2 separate regions of the Mus musculus genome follow, and region 1 is linked to region 2. The links are chromatin contacts, called in public Hi-C maps. All regions are on one chromosome and are shown on one strand. The core of a region is the stretch at or near the end of the contact, and the rest is flanking DNA. Distances in the headings are between cores, read along the strand shown. Region 1 overlaps Gm32507 (a long non-coding RNA gene). Region 2 overlaps Klhl2 (kelch-like 2, Mayven).

What was found. Hi-C and Micro-C count contacts between places; a contact is called where the count stands out from the background.
Region 1: a Hi-C map of cerebral cortex shows a contact between it and region 2, with 3 times the contacts expected there. The contact joins two enhancer-like sites. A contact is called at or near these places in 6 of 39 promoter capture datasets (3T3-L1-derived adipocytes, the C10 cell line, frontonasal cranial neural crest and 3 more), 2 of 484 Hi-C or Micro-C datasets (cerebral cortex and cortical neurons), 6 of 115 datasets of contacts at active chromatin or transcription factors (CD8 T cells, bone marrow-derived macrophages, embryonic stem cells and 3 more) and 3 of 9 other capture datasets (adipose tissue, liver and pancreatic islet).

The regions. Positions count from the first base shown.
Region 1 is chr8:64,938,666-64,945,228 of GRCm38.p6, reverse strand. It overlaps Gm32507 (a long non-coding RNA gene), which reads right to left. Exons shown (of 4, transcript XR_379050.2): 3 at 2,631-2,777; 4 at 494-1,408. Among named protein-coding and RNA genes, the nearest start is that of Gm32507, 4.5 kb to the right of the region's middle. Within about 2 kb of position 2,053, at least 17 of the 459 cell types and tissues checked have an H3K27ac peak or open chromatin away from gene starts, as enhancers often do. A contact at or near this core is called in cerebral cortex, where this site is marked.
Region 2 is chr8:64,805,273-64,811,975 of GRCm38.p6, reverse strand. Klhl2 (kelch-like 2, Mayven) reads left to right here. Exons shown (of 15, transcript NM_178633.3): 4 at 175-296. Gm46040 (a long non-coding RNA gene) reads right to left here. Exons shown (of 4, transcript XR_003947556.1): 4 at 1-346. Among named protein-coding and RNA genes, the nearest start is that of Gm46040, 33 kb to the right of the region's middle. Within about 2 kb of position 5,230, at least 40 of the 459 cell types and tissues checked have an H3K27ac peak or open chromatin away from gene starts, as enhancers often do. A contact at or near this core is called in cerebral cortex, where this site is marked.

The DNA of each region.
Region 1 (6,563 bases), core at 804-3,303, 140 kb before region 2:
ATTAATTCTTTATTAAGAATATAGAAAGTCAGGCCATTGAGTGGCTTAGCAGGTAAAGGTGCTTACTCTGAAAGCCTGACCTGATGACTTTCGTTCAATCCCCTAAACCCATGAAAAGTAGCAGGAAAGTGTTAGAGAGATGACTCCGCAGTTAAGAACACTGGCTGAGTTCAATTCCTATCGACCACAAGGTGTCTCAAAACCATCTATAATGGGATCTGATGCCCTCTTCTGGAGTGTCTGAAGACAGCAACAGTCTACTCACATGCATAAAATAAATAAGTAAATCTTTTTTTTTTTTTAAGTAGCAGGAAAGAACCAACTCCACAGTGTTTTCCCCGACCTCCATTTATTACACCACACCACGGATACCCCACCCCACAGAGGAATAATAAACAAAACAAAAAATCTAAACATACTTTAAAAATAAGTAAAGTTGGATTCAGATCTAGTTTAGCTGTGTTGGACTTTTTTTTTTTCTTTTGTGTTTTGAGGCAGAGTCTTATGTAGCCTAGGCTGGCCTCCAATTCCTTCTGTGGCTACAGATGACCTTGAACTTGTGATCCTGTCCTGCATGACAGGTAAGAAACACAGGATGCTGAAGAATGGGTTAGCAAGCAGCCAGAGAAGTAAAATGAGAGCCGTGGTAAGGAACAGAACAAACAGGGCCTGTGTGTGCAGGTCGCTGAGAGGACGTGAAATAGGCCAGGAAGGCTGAGGACATCAGATTGGCAACCACCCTCTGATTGTCTGTGTATTTCCTGTCTGTCCTTCTGTCCGTCCTTCCTTCCTTCTTGCCACCTTTCCCTTTCCCTGTCTTGTCATCTCTTCTTAGGTTTTTCTTCTTTTTCAGCACAGACTGGCACGGAGCTCCGGCTGGCCTTGAACTTGTTGTGTAGTTGACAGGATGACCTTGAATTCCTGATATTTTTTGTTTCTGTTGCCCAAACACTGGGATTACAGCTCATCACATAATTCACTCTTACTTATATTCACTATTGTTACTGTGTGTGTGCACACTCACAGGCATGTGAATGTGTGCCTGTGTGCATGCTACACCGTGCATGGAGGGCACGGCTATTCCTCTTCTCCCACCGTGGGTTCCAGGGTTCAGACTCAGGTCATCAGCTGGCATGGCTCGAGCTTTGACTGGCTTGGCTATTGTGCCAGCCATGTCTTACAGTTTTAAGAACACCTTTTATTCTGAGCACATTTTCCTGTCTGTCTGCAGTCCATCCAAGGCTAACCAGTGCTGAGCAGAGAGCCTTAGAATAACCAAGCTCAACTTAAATTCGACTTCCAGCACTTTCCTTGTCTGTAAAGTGGACAGACGGACATTTATAAAGGCAGAGTAAGTGGTAGAAGCTTGCCTCACGAGCTGGAGGAAGAGTAGCTTCAATCTCCAACACTGAAAAAGAAATATCTTCCTTTGCATGAGACTGCTATGTTTGAGGACCTCATGAAATTCTGGCTTCCTTCCTGTCCCGTCCCCTCCCCTCCCCATCTCTCCACTGCTCTATATTATAAATTGCTGGGGTGGAGGGGCCAGGTGCACACAGTGCTCTTTGTGGGCCTCCAGCACTGCACTAAGTGCAATTAAGTATCTAATAAATGCCTTTTGATTAATTTCAGCATCATCCTAAGCAAGTGAAAATCACTCTGCCCAATCTCCCTGATTAGATGTTTCCCCTGGAAGAAGTTCAGATGGCATCGATGCTAAATTCAGCACCGGTGAATTTTAGCAAATGGCCTTATGAGGCTTCGGTTCATCTCTCCTCAGAGATGGGATGATCACCCTCACACCTGCCTCCCAGCCCCACCTCTATGCTTTTGGACATATTTATCTCTACACCTGGAATATGAGACCCTGCCTTTTGATCAGTGTATCATATACTTTTCTTGTTTTGGAGACAGAGTATCAGGAAGACTTAAGGAAGGAAGGTTTATTTTGCCTCATAGCTCATCTACATAGTCCATCCCGACAGGATCCTCACACAGCGGGAGCTCCAGGCAATCGCTCATCTCAAGAGGCAGGAAGCATGGGTGGGGGTGGAGGGTGAGGCTGGTGCTCACAGGGGATGTGGGGTGCAGCTGGTGCTCAGTTCCCAGGGGGTGGAGGATGTAGCTGGCGCTCAGCTCTTAGGGGAGGGATCTGGTGCTCAACTCTCAGACGATGAGAGTGCTCACCTTTAGAGGTGGTGCTGGGGGCTCAGTTCCAGGATCCCAGCCCATGGAATGGTGCTGCCCATATTTAGGGTGAGGGGAGTCTTCCTATTTCATCCTAATCTAAAAGTGCCCTCTACACCTCCCCAGAGGTTTGTTTCCATGGTGATCGTAAAGCCCATCAAATTGACACTCAAGACTAATCACCACAATCCTAGAGTTATGTAACCTAGAGCCAAAGGGGCTGAGAAGCTGAGGGCTCATGGGTGAGACTGCTGAGCGCCTGTGGCTTATCACTGCCCCCGCCCCACAGCAGACGGGCAGCAGATCGCTCAGGAGTAACCCTCATTTCTCTTTGTTCACCTGCCATTGCTCTTCTGCAAGAATCCAGTCTCTGCCGGGTGTTTGCTGATTCTGCAGATTTCCTGAAGGGCTGGGGAGGGGGGGGGGGAGTGCAGGGTCCTCACCTGTTTCCGCTGTGCCGCCACTGCCCTGCTTCTCTCCTCCGGATTTCTCTAATTGGCGAAAACCCCAAAGGAACATTTCTCCTTGTTTCCTGCATCCGTGTATAGCTCACATTTTGTTGTCTGCGCAGTTTCTCGACGCTGTAGCCCCTTCCCCAAATAGTTTATCAAAATATATTTGTTGTTTTACTTTTGTTGACACAGGGTCTCATGTAGGCCAGGTTGGACTCCAACTAAGTATGTGGCCAAGGATAGCATTGGCCTTCTGATCCTCCTGCCTCCACCTCACCAGTAAGTACTGGGACTGTAGGTGTGTGTCACCAACCCCCTCAGGCCCGCCCCACAAGTATTTCTTCCCTACAAAAGAAGAACTCTTTTCTTATCATATATTAATTGTATATAATAACGCTGCATTATGACATTTTTATGCACTAATGTACTGTGCTCTACCATACCCTCCCGTTAGCTCCCCCCCAACTTCTTATGTTCCCTTACTGTCCCCTCAACTTTTACTTTCATGGATGTGTGTGTGTGTGTGTGTGTACATGCCTGTGTGTATACGTTTCTGTTCTCTTTCCTCTTGTATTTAAAAAAAAAAAACATTATTTTTTATTTATTATGGTGGACGGGAGGGGTGAGGTGGAAGGGTCACGAGAGTATTACAGTGCACACGTGGAGATGAGAGGACAACCTCTAGAGTCCGTTATTTCCCTCCACTATTTGGGTTGCCAGATGGAACTCAGGCCATCTGCTCGGGACTAACTCCCAGGCTCTGTGAAGATACAATTTCTCCACCTCTTTACATCGCTCTCTACTGAGCGCTGCATCCCTACACCACACCAGTAGCTGCTTCCTAGATTCAAGCAATGGAGTCAGGGCAGGTCGTGATTTACACTGTGTGTTTTGGGGCACTGTGAATGATGTGGGAGATTAGAGGAGGTGACTGGCAACGTCGTAGACTTTAGTGGTGCAGTTCCTATGATCACCACTGAGTGGCGCTGTTCCCATGTTAGTCCGACAAAGATAACGCTGCTGTAGGCTATCAAATTTTCAGTTTCTGGCTAAGCCCTTACAATGATGGTCCTGATTCCTTTTAGTGGTATAGTTGAGAGGCTTTAAAAGTGACTTCTAAGAAAGCAAAGTGAGCTAGACTTTGAAAAGAACTTAGTGCCGCACTTGGTGATAGGACACTAATAGAGCCAAACGTCTAAAGACAGAATTCAATTAATTTTTCATCTTTTTGCTGGCGTGGAACTCACTATGCAGAGCAAGCTGGCCTCAAATTCGGATGATCCTTCTGCCAAGTGCTGGAATTGCAGCCTCACTACCATGCCCAAAGTTGTAATTTTAAAATGTAAGAGTTCCATGTGACAGAGTAATATATACTTAGAAACTGAGGCAGCTAGCGGCCAGTCGGGGTAATACAGTGAGATGGGCATCACGCTCCTTACATAAGGAGGAGACCCCTACTACCGGTGCCAATATCACCATGTTTAGGTCACCAAGGCCAGACTTTTGAGCCCCGCATTAGCAGTCACTGTAAGTCTTACAGTGAGGGGACAGACACAAGAAGCCAGGGTGAACAACCAAAATTAAGGAATATTTCAAACCTGTGGCTTTGAAAAACTACAGTGTAGATGACTTTGCTTTCCCTTTAATAAGACCAGGAAAAGAGAATTGATATTCATGGCATACATGCTAATATCAAGCGTTGATACAGTAATGGATATTACACTCAGCGAACAATGAAGGTTACTCCTGGGGGCTTCCTATGCAGAGAGATCTGCTCCCTGTCTGTGGCCAGAGCTCCAGCAAAATGTAAGCTCACGTGAGAACAACGTCCTAGGCTTTCCACCGCCTACGTGAAGGTGTGGTTTGACTGAGAATGCCCCATAGGCTCATATGTTTGATATCTAGACCAGCAGTTGGTGGAACTGTTAGGGAAGGATGGGGGTGTGGCCTTGTTGGAGGGGGTGTGTCACTGGGGCTGGCTTTGAGGTTTCGGAAGACTAGCACCATTCCCAGTGTGCTCTCTCTGTGCTTCCTGTTTGTGGATCTGGATGTGAGCTCTCAGGTTTCTCTCTCTCTCTCTCTCTCTCTCTCTCTCTCTCTCTCTCTCTCTCTCTCTGTGTGTGTGTGTGTGTGTGTGTGCGTGTGTGTAGGTCAGAGTACAACTTCCGCTACTATCATCAGAAACACTGTCCACCTCCCTTGACACAAGATCTGCCATTGCTTATGTATGCGAGTGGTTTTCTTCTCCAGGCACACTGTGTCCACAGAGACACCAGAAGAGATGCTTGAATCCCCGGGAACTGGAAACATGGCTGTTTGTGTACAACTATATAGATGTTGAGAACTAAACCCCAGCCTTCTGGAAAGCACGCTTAACCACTGATCTATCTCTCCAGCTATCTCTACTTTGCTTGTTTGAGACGGAAGCTCACTCTCCCAAGCTGGAAAAAAAACCTTTTTGTATGATGCACGCTTGCCTCTAACTTGTGTGGCTCCTCCGTCTGCAGCCTCCTAAGTGTTGGAATTACAGGTGTATACCATCAAACCAGGCAAAACAGAGCGAGCGAGCGAGCGAGCGAGAGAGAGAGAGAGAGAGAGAGAGAGAGAGAGAAATTCTCCCTACAGAGCCCTGGCTGTCCTGGAACTCACTGTACACACTGACCTTGAACCCACGGAGAGTTGCCTGCTGCCGCCTGAGCTCTGGGACTTTGGGCAAGCACCACTACACCCAGACACTTGCCATTTTATTGTATGCAGTGTACTTTGAACACAGGAAAGTGGGTGTTTCTGATGGAAGAAAAAGTTTTCATCTGAAATTTACTTTTTAAGACTTTTTAAATTTATGTGTATGTATACATGTGTATACATGCCTATGCCTTGTGTGTGCACAGGTGCCCACAGGGCAAAAGAGAGCATTTAGATGCCCTGGATCTGGAGTTATAGGCAGCTGTAAATTGCTCACTATGGACTGGGAGCTAAACTTGGCCCCTATGGAAGAGAAGAGGACATTCTCTTAGGCTCAGCAGAGCCTTCTTCTCAGCCCTTTCTGAAATTATTTTAAAATTGCAAGATTGAGACAACAGAATAAGGTTGCTACGTTGCCGAAGAGATGATTTTGCACATGCATTCTTTTTAAATTGTCTTCAATATTGCCTTTATAAAGAAATCTTAGATGACATTTTTATTAGATTTATTCATTTTATGTGTGAGTTGTTTGCCTGCACATGTGTGTGTGTTTGTGTGTGTGTGTATGTATATATATGTATATGCATGCACCATGTGTGTGCTTGGTACTCATGGATGTCAGAAAGGGCATTAGCTACCCTGGAGCTGGAGTCATCAGTAGTTGAATCACCCTGTGGGTACTGGGAATCAAACCCAGATCCTCTGAAAGTGCAGCAAGTACCCTGAACCTCTGACCAACTCCCAGCTCTACATAATTGACAATTTTAAGGCATGAATGGAAAGCAACAGAAAACAGGTTCACTTAAGGCTTTAAGTATTAGCCTCCCCCACCCCCATCTTTCTTCTCTTTTCTTTTTCTTTTTTTTTCTTTCTTTCTTTCCTTTTTTTTTTTCAGAAAAAAACAAAACAAAACAAAACAAAACAGGGTTTCTCTGTGTAGCCCTGGCTGTCCTGGCATTCACTCTGTAGACCAGACTGGCTTCGAACTCAGATATCTGCCTGCCTCTGCCTCCCAAGTGCTGGGATTAAAGGCGTGTGTCACCACTGCCTGGCCCATGGCAATCTTTCAACTGGATATACTCAAATAATTGCAAATTTTAGGGAGTTGCACAGTCTGCTCTAGGGGAAGAGATGCAGTGATTTTATATGTGAGCATCCCTACATAATAAACATGGAGGTATAGTATTGACGAACAGCCTCAAGCCTTCTTCAATCTGCTATAAGGCTAAGAAGGGAACC
Region 2 (6,703 bases), core at 3,981-6,480:
ACAGTTCATAGTTTGCTCAAGGCAGCTCTTAGGGAAGTGGCTGAGGCCTGGAAACAGCGGATCCTGGTGCCCATGTGATTGACTGAGTGGTGGAGGATGGATCAGCCTGTCTTGGTGTGGGCCTTCCCGCAGCAGCCTCCTGTTGTGACTTCATCTTACTCTTCGGTGTTTCAGGTGAGATGAGCGAGAGCCGAGCAAAGAGAGTTCGAATAAAGGAGGTGGACGGCTGGACCCTGAGGATGCTGGTCGATTACGTTTACACGGCAGAGATTCAGGTCACAGAGGAGAACGTGCAGGTAAGGGCCCACACTTGAGGCCGCTCGGACTTGATGTAGCATCTTATTTTCTGTAGAGAACAAATGTTTTATAGACCCTTGTTAAATAAACGTTTAAATGTTTTAGGTGGCATAGAAGGATGTTGCAGGCAAACAAAAAAAAGGAAAGTCTCTTCCTAAACCAGCCTTTGCTTGGCTGAGTGAGAATGGTCCCTCCCCATAGGCTCAAGTAGATGAATGCTTGGTCTCAGGTGGGTGGAACTGTTTGAAAAGATTAGAAGGGTTAGGAGGTGTGGCCTTGTTGGAGGAAGTGTATCCTTGGGGTCTCAAAAACCCCAAGCCAGGCCCAGTGGCATTCTCTCAGCCTGAGGATCAGGATGTAGGTCTCAGCTACGTCTCCAGCACTGTGTCTGCCTTCACGTCATCCCCATCATGATGATAGATAATGGACTAAACTGCTGAACCTGTGCGCAAGCCCCAGTTAAATGCTTTCTTCTATAACAGTTGGCATGCTCATGGTGTCTCTTCCCAGCAACAGAAGAGAGACTAGCGCAGGCCCTTCTCTGTGATCCCCCTCCCCCATCCATCTTCTCCTTCCTGAGAAGGATAGCTGCTGTTCTTTGAAACAGGTCCTTTCAGCTCATTAGCCATTCATTGATTCAAGTAAATGAGCTCAGGACAGGCGTGCACATAATTGAAATTTTGAGTTTTTTTTTTTTTTTTTTTGTATATTTGTTCAGAAACTTTGCTTTTTTTCCCCCTCACTGAAGAGAATGGCTTGTTCTTTTGTGTAGTGTCTCATATGGTCCTGGGCATGCATAACGCTCCATTTTCTGGATTGCTGCAGTGAATGGGCATCTTAATCTTTGTGTGCAAGAGTTGTACAGGCTGGACTCCTGAATGTGGAATTGGTTGAACAAAGAATGCATGCATCTTTTAATTCTGGGTGGCGATGTCCTGTCAACATTTAAATGATGGTATTTATTTATAGTCCTTTCAGAAGGGTTACTGTGTTTTAAGGGCAGCAAAGAGAACTTAGAGCCTTTTCATAAAAGATTTGATTTATCATCAGTGTTAGTGTGAGGCTGTGCCACGAGTTTATGTTCGAGTGCTTGTGGTCCCTGGAGCTGGACTTCTAGGTGCTTGTGAGGTACTCAGCACGGGTGTCAAGAACCAAGCTTTGCTTCTGTGAGGCGAAAGACACTATCAATGGGACAAAAAGGCCACCAACAGATTGGGAATTACCAATCCTAAATCAGATAGGGAACTAATATCCAATATATACAAAGAGCTCAAGAAGCTGGACTCCAGAAATTCAAATAACCCCATTAAAAAAATAGGGTACAGAGCTAAATAAAGAATTCTCAACTGAGGAATACTGAATGGTTGAGAAGCACCTGAAAAAATGTTCAACATCCTTAATCATCAGGAAAATGCAAATCAAAACAACCCTGAGATTCCACCTCACACCAGTCAGAATGGCTAAGATCAAAAATTCAGGTGATAGCAGATGCTGGCATGGATGTGGAGAAAGAGGAACACTCCTCCATTGCTAGTGGGATTGCAAGCTTGTACAACCACTCTGGAAGTCAGTCTGGAGGTTCCTCAGAAAATTGGACATAATACTACCAGAAGATCCAGCAATTCCTCTCCTGGGCATATACCCAGAAGTAGTTCCAACTTGTAATAAGAACACATACTCTACTATGTTCATAGCAGCCTTATTTATAATAGCCAGAAGCTGGAAAGAACCCAGATGTCCCTCAACAGAAGAATGGATACAGAAAATGTGGTACATTTACTCAATGGAGTACTACTCAGCTATTAAAAACAATGAATTTATGAAATTCTTGGACAAATGGATGGACCTGGAGGGCATCATCCTGAGTGAGGTAACCCAATCACAAAAGAAGTCATTAGATATGCACTCACTGATAAGTAGATATTAGCCCAGAAACATAGAACACCCAAGATACAATTTGCAAAACACAAGAAAATCAAGAAGAGGGAAGACCAACAGGTGGATACTTCATTCCTCCTTAGAATAGGGAACAAAATACCTATAAAAGGAGTTACAGAGACAAAGTTTGGAGCTAAGACGAAAGGATGGACTATCCAGAGACTACCCTATCCGGAGATCCATCCCATAATCAGCCACCAAACCCAGACACAATTGCATATGCCAGCAAGATTTTGCTGAAGGGACCCTGGTATAGCTGTCTCATATGAGGCTATGCCAGTGCCTGTCAAATACAGAAGTGGATGCTCACAGTCATCTATAAGACGAACACAGGGCCCCCAATGGAGAAGCTAGAGAAAGCACCCAAGGAGCTGACGGGGTCTGCAAACCCTATAGGTGGAACAACAATATGAACTAACCAGTACCCCTAGAGCTCGTGTCTCTAGTTGCATATGTAGCAGAAGATGGCCTAGTTGGCCATCACTGGGAAGAGAGGCCCCTTGGTCTTGCAAACTTTATATGCCCCAGTACAGGGGAATGCCAGGGCCAAGAACTGGGAGTGGGTTGGTAGGGGAGCAGGGCAGGGGGAGGGTATAGGGAACTTTCGGGATAGCTTTTGAAATGTATATAAAGAAAATATCTAATAAAAATAAATTTAAAAAGACACCTAAAAAAAAAAAAAGAACCAAGCTTTGTTTTCCAGAAGAATAAGCAAGCATTCTTAACTGAAGCCATCTCTTCAGCCCCTAGGACCAAACTCTTAAGAAACAGCTTCTAAATTCTACTTGTACAAATAAGATATGAGTTTCATGTTTTACACCTCTGCGAAGCTGAAATGTGCTACCTCAAGTTCGAGTGGAGACTAAAGAACTGCTGTTGTAGCATGTCACATGCTATCTGCTTACTGTGAAATGTTAGCTGGAGGATGCTAAGCCTCCTGAGGGCCCTTTTCACTCTCCTTTTAACTTTGCTGGAACTTTTAATTCATGGGGTAGAAAAATCCACCAACAATTTTAGAGTTGTGACTAAAAATAATTGGATCATATGTTTACTGAACATATCTATCTATCTATCTATCTATCTCTCTCTTTCTCTCTCTCTCTCTCTCTATCTATCTATCTATCTATCATATGTCTGTCTATCTATCATCTATCTATATCTATCTATCTATCTATCTATCTATCATATGTCTGTCTGTCTATCTATCTGTCTATCATATGTCTGTCTGTCTATATCTATCTATCTATCTATCTATCTATCTATCTATCTATCTATCTATCTATCATATGTCTGTCTATCATCTATCTACCTATCTATCTATCATCTATCTATCTATCTATCTATCTATCTATCTATCTATCTATCTATCTATCATGTCTGTCTGTCTATCTATCATGTCTGTCTGTCTATCTATCTGTCTATCATATGTCTGTCTGCCTATCTATCTATCTATCATATGTCTGTCTGTCTATCTATCTATCTATCTATGTATCTATCTATCTATCTATCTATCATATGTCTGTCTTTCATCTATCTGTCTGTCTATCTATCTATCTATCTACCTATCATATGTCTGTCTATCATCTATCTACCTATCATATGTCTGTCTATCATCTATCTACCTATCATCTATCTATCTATGTATCTATCATCTATCAGTCTGTGTGTGTGTATGTATATATGTATGTATGTATGTATGTATCTGTCTGCGTGTGGGGAGCATACATGCCATAGTAAACATATAGAGATCAGAGGACAGCCTTGAGCATCATTTCTTGCCTTCCATTTGGTTCAACATTATCTAAGGTTAACTGGCCAACAAATTTCTAGGGAGTCTCCTGTCTCTGCTGTAGGGACTCAGAGATTACAAAAGCATACTATTATACCTGGCTTTACATGGGTTCTGGAGATTTGAGCCCAAGTCTTTATGTTTGCATAGCCTCCACCTGACCCGCTAAGTCACCCTCCAAAGCTCACATGAGTCCTCATTTTAGTATGAAGGACTGTGTTATGTCAGGAAATGAGAGAAGATCATAATATGTTATCTCCTTTTAGACTCTTCTGTATACTTAAGCTGTTGTTGGGCTCTGAAGGTGGTGTTTTCAGTAAGAAAGTACCTTGTGTTGTTGTTGTTGGGCTTTTTCTTTATAGATGTGCATGATGTCATTATACTCTATGCCTAGTAAATAGATTACAGATTTCTCTTGACACATAAGGGCCACCTGGAGGGAAACTGCTAAAGATGTACAGGCCTGAGAGTCTAAACATGAGTCTAGTTCTTCCTGTCGTTTGTAGCAGTTCTTACAGTGGGAACATTGCCTGCTAGGAGTGAGGACACCTCTAAGGGTCCCTTTTAATAACTGTCATATTCCAGTCTTAATACATTAGTCGCGGACTTTGAGGAGAGCCCCTTGTCACGGTGGCTCGCCTTTTGAGTGCATTGCTCAGGTGCTACAGCACTTAGGAGTTGCACTGGGAGGCCTGGCTCCATTCCAGAAAGCTTTTCTTTAGAGGGGAAGGGCATCTCTTTATCGTAGGGGTCCGCTGGTTTATAAAACCCTCAGAGCCCACTGAAAAGGCCGTGTTTCGGAAGGACATTTGGAAATACAACTCAGAAAAGCAAGCCTCCTTTTTGTAACCAGTAGTTTTCAGTGAACTCTGGAATAAGGCTTTATAGATGAACATGTGTCAAGCTTGTCTTTACCGTGTTTTGATTGTTTTTGTCTGCCCAGTCCAGTGTGTTCTAAGGAGAGGGCCAGTGCAGTGGGGGTGTCTGGTGGCCTCAGGATGGCTACACTGATGGAGGAAGTGTTACTTGGTGAGACTGATCTGAGCACTGTGTTCTTCTGGTGTCTCTGGGATTGTGTGGAGCTTCACTGAAGACTCTCAGTGCTTTAGGAGAGAGCCGGCTGGCTTCCAGTCAGCCAGGGACAGAGCAAGACTTCTTCTTACCCTGTTTCTCCTGACTTCTAGCTTGAGTTCCCTTCCCCGCTGTCTCCTTATTGCACACACTTAAGGCACTATGATAGCTATTTGAGGTGAAGGTTGTTAACTGAGTCAGAGTGAGGGAATGAGTAATTTGAAGATTTCACTCCAAAGAAGGAAGAATCTCTTCTGTATTACATAAGCAATAAAGCTATTTCAAGTTTCCTTGATTTTGATTTTTCCCTCGCTTGGTATTGCTGTGGGTTTTTTGTTTTTGTTAGATATTTTAAAACTTTAGTTTGTCTGTTTTGTTTCATATATTTCAAAGTTGGCGAATAATTTGAGCTAAACAAACTTACAGTTATTTGAGTTCTTAAGGCGAAATAAAAGGGAAATACATCTTTCTTTAGTTTCTGTCTTCCTTCTAAGTAGCTGAAATGTGCTACCACATGTCTGGTTTTGGAGATTCATTCTTTAGCACAGTTCATATTATAAATGTAGGGAATAGAGAAAACAAACCTGCGGCCTGCTAGGCGGCTCTTAAACATCTGTGAGTCACAGACACCTTGGAGCTCCCACGCTTCTAAGGGCAGGTGCAGAGGTCATGCGGGAACTTTTGTGTACTTTCAGAAGGTCTGTGGAGGCTTTGCTCCCTCCTCACTGCTTTAAGAACTCTCAGCAAGCCAGGCATCATGGTGCATGCCTGTGGCTACATAGGATACATGGCTACTGTACTAGTGCAGCAGTCCTTAACCTTCCTACTGCTGGCACCCTTCGATACAGTTCCTGATGTAGTGCGGACCCCCCGCCATAAGATTATTTTGTTACTGTTATGAATTGTAATGTAAATATCTGATATGCAAGATATCTGATGTGCAACTCACAGGTTCAGACCTGTTCCACGAGGGAGGCTGAGTGGGAGGGTCATGAGTTCAAGGCTTCTGAGAGGTCAGGGGGACCCTGCGGGTGTCAGTGTGGACAGTGATCAGAAGAAGAGATGAGAAGGAAAAATGTTGGTCAGACTGACTCCGTCAGCTTGAATCAGACTTCAGGGAGTCTGATGCTCTTTGAAGTTTACTGTCAGCATAGTTAAAACACAGTACAACATGGGAAACAGATTCCAGGCAATAGTCATTCCTGTTCCAGGTGTACAAAAAAGCTTAAGGTGTGACATCGACTTAGAAACTCCTGTACAAAGTGTGACCATGCAGGTGGGCTCTATAGCTAAAAGGTGTAGACTCTGATGTGGTTTTGATTAGGATATCATAGATGTCAGCAGGCCATAAACAACATGTGAGTTTAACTGGGAGCTAAAATAAAGATAATGATCTCAGAAGTGTTGGGGTTCAGGAGTCACCCACAAACCACATAAACACCAATCACAGTCATCCAGGGATGGTTTAGTGAATGTGCACCCTAAGACTAACGATCAGGGCTGAAGCTCAGAATTTGGGGGCTGAGGCTAAAGCCCCAAACATTTCTCAGGGCTAGCTTATAAGGGAAAACAAACAAACAAACAAACAAACAAAACCGACAATGAACT